Linked DNA regions of Anas platyrhynchos: region 2 is linked to region 1. A link is a contact called in public Hi-C data. All regions are on one chromosome and are shown on one strand. The core of a region is the stretch at or near the end of the contact, and the rest is flanking DNA. Distances in the headings are between cores, read along the strand shown. Region 1 overlaps LOC106017492 (a long non-coding RNA gene). Region 2 overlaps SH3TC2 (SH3 domain and tetratricopeptide repeats 2).

Evidence for each region. A called contact is a pair of places that touch in the nucleus more often than the background predicts.
Region 2: a Hi-C map of subcutaneous adipose tissue shows a contact between it and region 1, with 2.3 times the contacts expected there. The contact joins two enhancer-like sites. A contact is called at or near these places in 3 of 8 Hi-C or Micro-C datasets (liver, skeletal muscle and subcutaneous adipose tissue).

What each region holds. Positions count from the first base shown.
Region 1 is chr14:11,339,165-11,343,805 of IASCAAS_PekinDuck_T2T, reverse strand. It overlaps LOC106017492 (a long non-coding RNA gene), which reads left to right. Exons shown (of 4, transcript XR_011803398.1): 4 at 1-240. Among named protein-coding and RNA genes, the nearest start is that of UBTD2, 64 kb to the right of the region's middle. Within about 2 kb of position 3,250, at least 1 of the 8 cell types and tissues checked has an H3K27ac peak or open chromatin away from gene starts, as enhancers often do. A contact at or near this core is called in subcutaneous adipose tissue, where this site is marked.
Region 2 is chr14:11,445,580-11,450,113 of IASCAAS_PekinDuck_T2T, reverse strand. It overlaps SH3TC2 (SH3 domain and tetratricopeptide repeats 2), which reads left to right. Exons shown (of 19, transcript XM_027468529.3): 17 at 64-214; 18 at 863-1,059; 19 at 1,411-2,030. The coding sequence ends at 1,602. Among named protein-coding and RNA genes, the nearest start is that of SH3TC2, 17 kb to the left of the region's middle. Within about 2 kb of position 2,128, at least 1 of the 8 cell types and tissues checked has an H3K27ac peak or open chromatin away from gene starts, as enhancers often do. A contact at or near this core is called in subcutaneous adipose tissue, where this site is marked.

The DNA.
Region 1 (4,641 bases), core at 2,001-4,500:
TTTGCAGCCTTTCTTTCTCATACCAAAGATATATATATATGGGTTTGATACTATTCACTATGACTGTTCCAGGACTCAAAGCTGAAGTCAAATTTCAGTGAAGTTGTGACCCTCTTTACACTGCACTCCAAAGATTCCCTAGGCTATTTCTTGCTGAGCGAGTTGAAACCTCAGATTGGCAGTAGGTTTCTGTATGTTCCACTTAAGATTGTTCTGTAATTTTTTTTTACAACATAGAGTATCCCAGTATCAGTTTCCTGTCATTTTATTTAGAAAAATTCCATGGCTTCTGTTAGTAGGTAGTAAGCTCTTGAATTTTCTCTTGCCTGGAGGAAAGAAATAAACAGCTGTTACACGTTTAACTCTTCAAATTGATCCTGGATATATTTTCTTACAGACTGATGAGAAAGGTTTTCATGGATAGGAGCTGTTACACCTGCACTAGTATCACTCTCTGCATCGGATTAACAGTCCAACGTTGCTTTTGTCAATAACTGAATGTGCAGAAATAATTAACGATTCCCTGGTGTGGTGCTAAAAAGCATTCTTTGATTCTCAGGCTGCCCAGTTTGCTGACAAATGGCTACTGAAGAGGCATTTTCTTGGCAAGACTTAGGCAGCTCTGGAGGAGGCTCTGGATGCAGGAAGCAGAAAGAGATGCTGAGCCCCAGCAGCAGGAGTGGGAGACGGCTGGCTGCTGCTGGGCATGGAGATGGGAGTCCAACCCGATCCAAACAGTAGTCACTGCCAGTAGCCAGTTTTCTGTGGAGAGCATCATTAACCAAGCAAGAAATTGGGCATTCATTCCTTTGCCATGTAACAAAGCATTATTTGCTGAAGGAACCCACAGCGAGATGTTTTGCCCCTGTTTCAGACTGAAGCTAGATCTTATTTCCAGTTTAATTCCCTATAGGAATATATGTTTTTTTTCTTCTAATAACTTTGAGTTTAGCGTTGATCAAGATAACCTCCAGAAGTCCCTTCTAACTGGAGTTATTCTGTCTTTATAACCAGCCAAGATCAGTGAGGGCAGCAAACTAGAATTCAAGTAATTATTTTGTGCAGAAGACAAATTGCAGTGATATATTGCAGCAATTCCTTACCATTCAAACATCTTTCAGCATTGCTGATCAGATAAGCCAGGGAGCCGGCTTTTCTCTTGATTTTCTCAAAAGCCCCAAAGGGGACTGAGACTTTGCTGCCTTCACTGAAGTGTTTCTTCTTTGCTGCCACCTCTGTTCCTGCTTTGACTGCAATTGTTTCTTAACTGATGGAAAACTCTCTGAATGAGGTGGCATTTTTTACTGTTCTGGTATTTAATGAGACAGAGCAGTGGGAGCAGGGGAAGATCTAGCTTCCTATTCAGCCCGTATCTAATGTATTGAAAGAAAACTGGAAGAAAAAGTGCCAAGGCAGCAGCTTATCTCTCTTTATCTGCCCAGACAGAAACCCTTGAGAAATGATACCTGCTACACGAGTGAGCATCTTCATCTGTTAGATTTTTTTTTAAAAATATTTTACTAAAATGTGAGGAATGTCAGATTCAGAACATTTTTCTCAAAACAAGAGTGACAATCTCCCACTTCTGGTAGTCACGTTGCAGGCTATCGGTTTATGTCCAGGAAAAGCTCAGCCCATCATGTTCATTCCCACAATGAAACATAAAGCTAAGAGCAGCACCTCTGCTCAAGGGCCATTAGTATGCCTGGAGCATTTTGCATAGGGGAAACATGAATTATCTTTCCATAGCAAAGCTACAGCATGAATTAATGTTCCTTAATTTCCCCAGTGCAGTAATTTCACACTTGAGGGATAAAGCTTCCCTGGTGCCAGAAAGCTCCGCAGCCCAGCAGGCTGCTGGATTTATGGCAAAGCATTGCCCCCAGAAAGTCACAGTGCTGTGGGATGGTCGGTGCCACCAGCTCCTCTGTCCCTCTGTGCACAGCCCAGTGCTCTCCAGGCTCCGAGGCCATGATGTGCCATCGTTAACCACCTTACAGCCTGAGTTAATTACAACAGAGGCACAGCTCTGGGATGGGGACCTGTGGGCAAAATTCACAGCAAGAAAACTTTTTAAAGACTGTTTTGAAGAGATACTTGATGACAGAAGAAGAGAAAGATAAAGCAAGTGCCACTAAAAAAAACAAAAAAAAACAAAAAAAAAAAAACACAAAAAACACAATAATAACAAAAAATAAAAAATATACTCAAAAACATGGTTATACAACGGCACTGCCAACATCAGTTTGAAATGGGGAGTTGAAGCCAAGACGGGATCCTGTCTGGGAGAAACTGGTGTCACGGTGTGGTGTTCAGGCAGGAAGCAGCAAGGCAGGGGAGATAGCATCTCCTGAAGCCACACCTGGAGATACGCTGGGCTGTGCCACGAGACCCAGGTGCTGGCACTGCCAAGGCTGTGATATCATGTGCGGTGTCACCAGCCACACCCTGGAAGAATGTAGGTCTTTTATTCAACGCTTTTTGGCAGAAGAAAGAGAAAAGCCGCTGTCTGTCATCAGGGCTGTGTCAGGCTGAAGGTATGGGCTCAAGTGAACATCAGCTTCTTTAACGCTGAGACAGGCAGTACAAAACAACAGGCCTGTCATCCATGTATTAATTTATTTCTCCATCCTTCTTGTATGTGAAAAAAAAATATATATATATGTTTGTAGTACCACTCTGCCACATGCATTTCTGTGAGCTAAATCTCCTGGCTGGGTTCAGATGCAGCTGGGCTTGTGCTGGGGGAGAAGAGGGAGGGAGGAGATGCCGAGGAAGTTTTCTACCATGTACGATCGCCAACGGCACTAACTCTTTCAGGCTTGTAAGTAGCCACACACATACACACAGCTGTGCTCAGCAGGACACACAGTGTTCAAGGTGAAGAAACTCCCACTCCTACCAAGGATTCCTGTACCTCATCCTCCCAGGGACAGGATAGTGGGGACGGTGGATGGGACGGACCCGTAGCCAAAGCCAGGATAACCATACCTTGCATCCAGTCCCTGCCTGCCCTGCCCTGATCAGTTGTCTCTCTCCTGTCTTGATCTTTCTGCTCCTTTCCCCTTGCCTTGCTTTCTCATCTACTCTGAGGAAGATGGGAAGAAAGCCACAGACACAAACGAGGTCGCAGCAGTCAGAGCTGGATTAGCTGTTCCCAGCCCACAGCACAAGTCCCACCTGGGACCAGAGGCTTGGCAGAGGCACTGGGGTTTCACTGCTGAGTGCAGGGGCTTCGTCCTCCCAAAAGTCAGCCCCAGTCTGCAGAAGGTCTGACCTCTGTTCATCGCGTTTTCTCAGCTGCTTCTCTGCTTCCTCCTTTGTGCTGGTTGCTGGCTTGCCAGTAAAACAGTTCATCAGCAAGGAATTTTTTATCCTTTCTATTTACAGCCCAGGAAGAGAGCACTTTAATGGCCTTTCCAACAGCAGAGAGAGAGACAGAATCTATCTTGGACAGACATCAAATGGATGCCAGCCTGGTTTAGGCTAATAAAGAGCATCATTGAGCTAATGAGATTAAGGCTGACTTGTTTATGCTGTCCCTGCTGGAAACGGTGCTCCAGGATAGCGGCTGTGATGTTCCTGGGACCTGGGGAATTACAGAGGAATTTCTGCGTGGCCCAGAAGGCATTGACCCAATTCCTCTGCCCTCCCACGCCCAGCAGTTTGCAGGTTCATTGGGAAAGATCAAGGTAATGAACTATTCCCTCCTAATTTTCCCATCCCTAGATAGAAAGAAGCAGAAATCCTCGGGCCAGTGATGAGACACCACATTCATCTTGTCCCTGGAGAAACCTCTTAGCATGTTCCCTAGGGTGGGGGCTGAAACTATGAGCTGGTGGGGAGGAAGAAGAGGACAGGGCATAGGTGAGAGGGACTGGTTGTCCACCTTTGCTGTCTATTGCCAGTAACATCCACTCACCATATCTACCTGCAAGTTATCCACAAGGAAGGTAGGAGATTCTCTGAACCCTTCTGCTGCATCACCAGCTGCAAGTAATTAAAACATCCCATAAATTAAAAATCCCAACAGTCAAATGAAGTCATGCCTGAGTCCAAATCTGAAGCAGCGGAAAGGACTCGTTTTTTCCAAGCTCTCTGTGAAATTGTTCTCAAACCCACTCCAGCAATCTAGGAAAAAGGAAAGTACTCCTCTGGGAAATGTTTTGGGAGTGTGACTGCCCACTGGGAGGAAGCACAGGCGTGGTGGCTGTGTTTTTGGGGATGCTGGCAGAGCAGACACCCCAGACACCATGGGGAGAGAGCTGAGGTGCTGCCCTGCAGCTGGGCACTGCTTGTGGCTCAGGATCTGGGGCATGGCTGCTCAGCCTGCTGGCACCATACCCTGAGCTAGACGGGGAGGTTGCCCCCTCTGCCTGCCCCCACCCACAGCACGTCCCCCTGCCCGGCCCAGGCACCAACAGGGATGTTGTGGGGGTCCTTGTGGGGCTGCTGTCCCCAGGCAGTGTCCTGCAGCTCCTGGACTAGCAGGGACAGGGGGATGGGATGGGATGGGATGGGATGGGATGGGATGGGATGGGATGGGATGGGATGGGATGGGATGGGATGGGATGGGATGGGTGCCGCTGGCTTGGCAGGTGACCACAGGAAGCATTGTGCTACTGAGCTCATTTCCACCAG
Region 2 (4,534 bases), core at 879-3,378, 110 kb before region 1:
CTGCGGGCAGTGCTGTACCCACACCTCCAGGAACAGCCTGGACTCACTCTTTTCTCTCCCCAGGGTGGTGCTGTGCCCTTGGCCAGGAAGCTAAAGGCCCTTAAGACAGAGCTACGGCTGTTCAACAAGCTGGCAGAGCTGCAGATTGGGCTGCAAGGCTACGAGAAGGCGCTGGAGTTTGCCACGCTGGCAGCCCGGCTGAGCATCAGGGTGGGTGAGTGATGCACACCCCCGGGGAGCAGGGCAGAGGGGGTGCTGTCTGCGTGACAGCACTGTGCACGTGAAAGGGAGATGCTCCTGCTTTCATAAGACCTCTGGACCAATTCTTATCCCAGGGGTTACATCTCTTTAAAGGCTGCTTCCCTTTTTAAGCTGCCCACAGGGGTGCTCTGCTGTGGTGGCGGTGGGGCTGGCTGAGCAGAGGGCTGTTGCTACACCAGAGTACAGGAAATCTTATGAGGGCATGGGACTGAACAGTTCCTCTTTGCCCTGGCTCTTCCGATAAACCTACCCCTTTCCATTGCAGAAGTAGGATTAATGAGCAAAATAAATGCCTGAGACGGAACCAGCCTTGTAATAACCCTCTCCAGCCCCCAAGAAATCCCCTGGTTGAATGATACATGGTATATATGGCAATATATATATGCTATATATAGACTGGCAATCTATCCCACTTTGGTATCAGCACCCCTGATAGCTCTGTTTTCTCTGGACCATCTTCAAAGGCAGTGCCTCCTTATGCAGACAGATATCTGTGCCCTGGGGCTGTGGAGCAAACACATCCCTGAGCGGCTCGGTGTGCTGGGCTAGGAACTGTGTGTGAGTGCCCTGCAGTCTGACTGTATCAGCAACTTTTTTCCAGGAGATCAATTGCAAGAGCTGATTGCATTCCACCGCCTGGCTACAGCCTACTATTTTCTGCAGATGTATGAGATGGCAGAAGACTGCTACCTGAAGACTCTCGCCCTGCGCTCCCCTGTGCTGCAGTGCTCTGGAGAGGCCCTGTACTACTCCAAGGTGTATTGCCACCTTGGCAACCTCACGCTGCACAAACTGAAGGTAGGAGGACACTTGCTATGATGCTGTGTTGTGTTCTTGGGTCTTCATGGGGCGCTGGAGGTGGAGTATCCCATCTGCTGGCAAAGCAGCAATGGTTATATACAGCAGCATCCTGTGGCTCTCTGTCCTGGCTGCAGCTTTACAATAAGCACACACAGTGCTGGCACAGCCAGGTTTTGACATGGGACAGGCAGTTTGGAAAGAAGTGCTAGCACTTAGTGACTGTACAGAGCCCATTTCACTGAATTCAGGTGTCACTGGGTTCTGCCTGGAACCGCTGGGCTCTGCTCCAGCACCCTCACACCCCGTGGCCTTGCATTACTTCCTAATTGCCCTGCTCTTTATGCTTAGGACGAACAGGATGCAGCAGCCTACTTCCTTCTGGCCCTTGCTGCGGCGACCGAGCTGGGAGACCAGGAGCTACAAGGCCGCATTCACGCCAAGCTGGCTGACATCCCCAGGGTCACGCTGGGGCCCGTGGGCACGCCGGGCTGTGCCACGTACCGGGCCCGGTGGCTGAGCGAAGGCGGCCACGTCGTCTGACCCATCCATCGCCATGGGGACGTGCCTGCAGACAGCTTCTTGCCTCGTACGGGTCCACGTGCTCTCCAGAAGCAGCATCCCAGGAGGGGTCCGGCCTCCTGACAGCGATTTATCTCCATGTCCCCAGCAGACAAGGGACCTGGGACCCTCATTTCTTGGGAGTGGCGCTGTGTGCCATGGCACTGCTGGCAGAGCGAGGCAGGATGGGGCCCAGGAGCAGGTGCTGGAGCACAGTGCAATGGGGAGAGAGGCAGGCAGCACTCCAGGAGTGTGGCTGTGCGGGATGGGGATGAGGACAGGAACATGGACAGGGATGGGGACAGGGTGTCACCCATCCCCACCCGGACCCCACCGGACAGCTCAACCGGCGATGGGACACCTCCGACCCGAGCGTGTTTTAACTCGAATAGCAACTCTATTTATTCCTACCTGTTCTCTGTGCTGTGTGCTATGCTCCGTGACCCCACAGCTCCGCAGGAGCCGGCTCCTGTTGGGCACCGAGCTGCAGCCCCGCTCACCGCCAGGGCGCACCAGAGCCCCGCGGTTGCGGGCGGCGGAGCCGCTCCTCGTCCCGCTCGGCCCCAGCCCTGCTGCGGGTGCTGAGCCAGGGGGGAGCGCTCCCCCGGGCTCGAAAGGCTGTGCCAGCGAGCTGGGGCTCCACGGGGAGACCCTGCTGCAAGTCCCTTCGTCTCCCTTCCATGCTGCGCCCCTTGGAAGTGCCAAACGCGCAGCGTGGGTCTCCTCGCCCCCGCTGCAAGTGCCCACTTCGTTTTCCCCTTCTGTCCCCTGTGAGCCATCCATCACCAGGGCAGCGAATAGTTTAATGCTTGTTTACCAAGCATTCCTGCGATGCCATCGGGGCAACCTCAGCCCTGTGTTGGGAGGAGGCAAATCGCTGTCCCGTTTGACATCCAGCGAGCTTTTGGGGGAACCGGTCCAGGAAAATCCTCTGGCTCGCCCTATGGGCAGCCCGCTCTGTGCTCAGCTCAGGTGCCGTGTGCCCTCCCAACAGAGGCCAGGATCTGTGCAGCTGCACCAGCCCTTCTGTGCGCACATCCCATCCTCAACTCTGTCCTTGGAGGCCCCAAAACGACACCTGGGGCCACCATGAGGCCCAGCACCCAGGTGGGTGCAGACCCAGCATCCCTGCAGACCCACATGGGTGGCCAGTGGCTCTTGTGGTTCTTGTCAAAGCGAAGCCCCGTGGAGGATGAATCATGCAGAGAGCATTCTCCCTAAAATATCCCTAACAGAGCCAAAACCTGAGGCCTTTCCGCCTAGCACCAGTGAGAAAAAAATGGGCTTTGTTTAAACACAGCGAGTCAGAGTTTCAGCTGGTCTAAATCAGCTGAGACATCCTGATCTGCAGGACTGTAGGTCTGGCCCGTAGTTTTTAACCAGACATGTGTTTTCTAAATCACAGCAAATGACTTTGTGCTGCCTGGGGGAAAAAAAATAAAAATGAGGAGGCTCACTCCTTGAGAACATCCCATAAAACATCCTTTTCCCTCTCATCCACCAGCCCTCTCTGACAAAGCCGGGCTGTTTTCCTATCAGGATGAGAGGTCAGGGTGGCCAGGGCTGATTAAACATCATGATAACACTTGGAAATAAAGTGAAACTTGGTGCGTGCCAGCCCCTGTGCCTGTGCCCAAGGGTGGGTGAGGACCCAGCATTCCTGCAGCTAGGGAGGAGATTTCTCCTTGTCCCATTCTTTCCGGGCAAGGAAAATAAGGTCTTTTGGGGTCTTCGTGCCAGAGGAGGTCCCTGGGTGATGGCACAAGCCCCTGGGCAGCCTGGCTGGGGGTTATCACCTTCCACCTTTCCATCCATCATTCCTTGGGCATGGGGCTGGGAGCTGTCTGCCTCTTGGGCTCACCATGGAGCTGTCCTGTGTGTGTAGGAGGCACAGAGACCACGCAGGAGGTGTGCACCCCAAAGTGCTACAGGGTGCAGAGCTGTGGCATTGCTTTACCAACGAGGAGGTCAGAAGAGAAGGACGGTAGCGAGACAGGAGATATTTATCCTACAGGCCCTGCCACCAGTGCCCAGCCCACTTCACCAGTGCGAATGCCACTCCGAGCAGAGGAAAAAATAGGGGAAAGGGAATGGATGGATCAGGTCTCCTCGTATCCCAGGTGTTGTCGCCGTGCTGTGGCTTGTGACTCATTTCTGAGCTGCATGTGACTGCCTGCTCCGTGCCCAGTCCCGGCACTTTTCCTGCCTCCAGTCCCTGGCCAGCAGAGCTGGAAATAGCACCAGTGGCCCCACGTGTGGCAGCATGCACCTCCCCATGGCCACAGAAAGCTGCACCTTCCCTTCCAGCACGTTCAGAGGGCGAAGGGTGCTGCTGGAGGAACCTCCTTGCTTTGGTGCCAGAGCTTGTACGTGCCTGGGGCCATCCCCTGGCTCTGATCTTCCGCCGGTGTGATCCTCTGGGCACCAGCATGACCAGCTCTGATGCAAGCCTGCGTAAAGAGATGGAGCTGGCACCCTGACCCCATTTTTGGCCAATGCCCCGAGGGGAAATTAAGGCCTGGAGTAAAGAAGGACTGGATTTCTTTAACATATGTTCATTCTTGGATAGTGGAAGTACTACGACGAGAATAATTCCTGGATCATCTTAGCTCTGGTGTTAGCCTCCAGGGCATTATAAAAAAGGAAGCGCTGATAACTGCACGTATAGATACGGACAGAAGTGTCGAGATAGCTGGATTTATTTGGGTTTGCACAGAAACTACTCTTTCCTGCAGAAACACAACACCCAGCAGTAATAATTGCTATGAGCTGACATCTTTCATTGTACGGTGCTGCAAATCTTCCTGGTCCGTGCTGGACAGACCTTCGTATTCCAGCTGCACCACGCAGCCTCATCCCACACCCTGCCTGTGGGTTAGCTGAGGGGCAGAAACCCTCACTGAGTGCTGTCAAA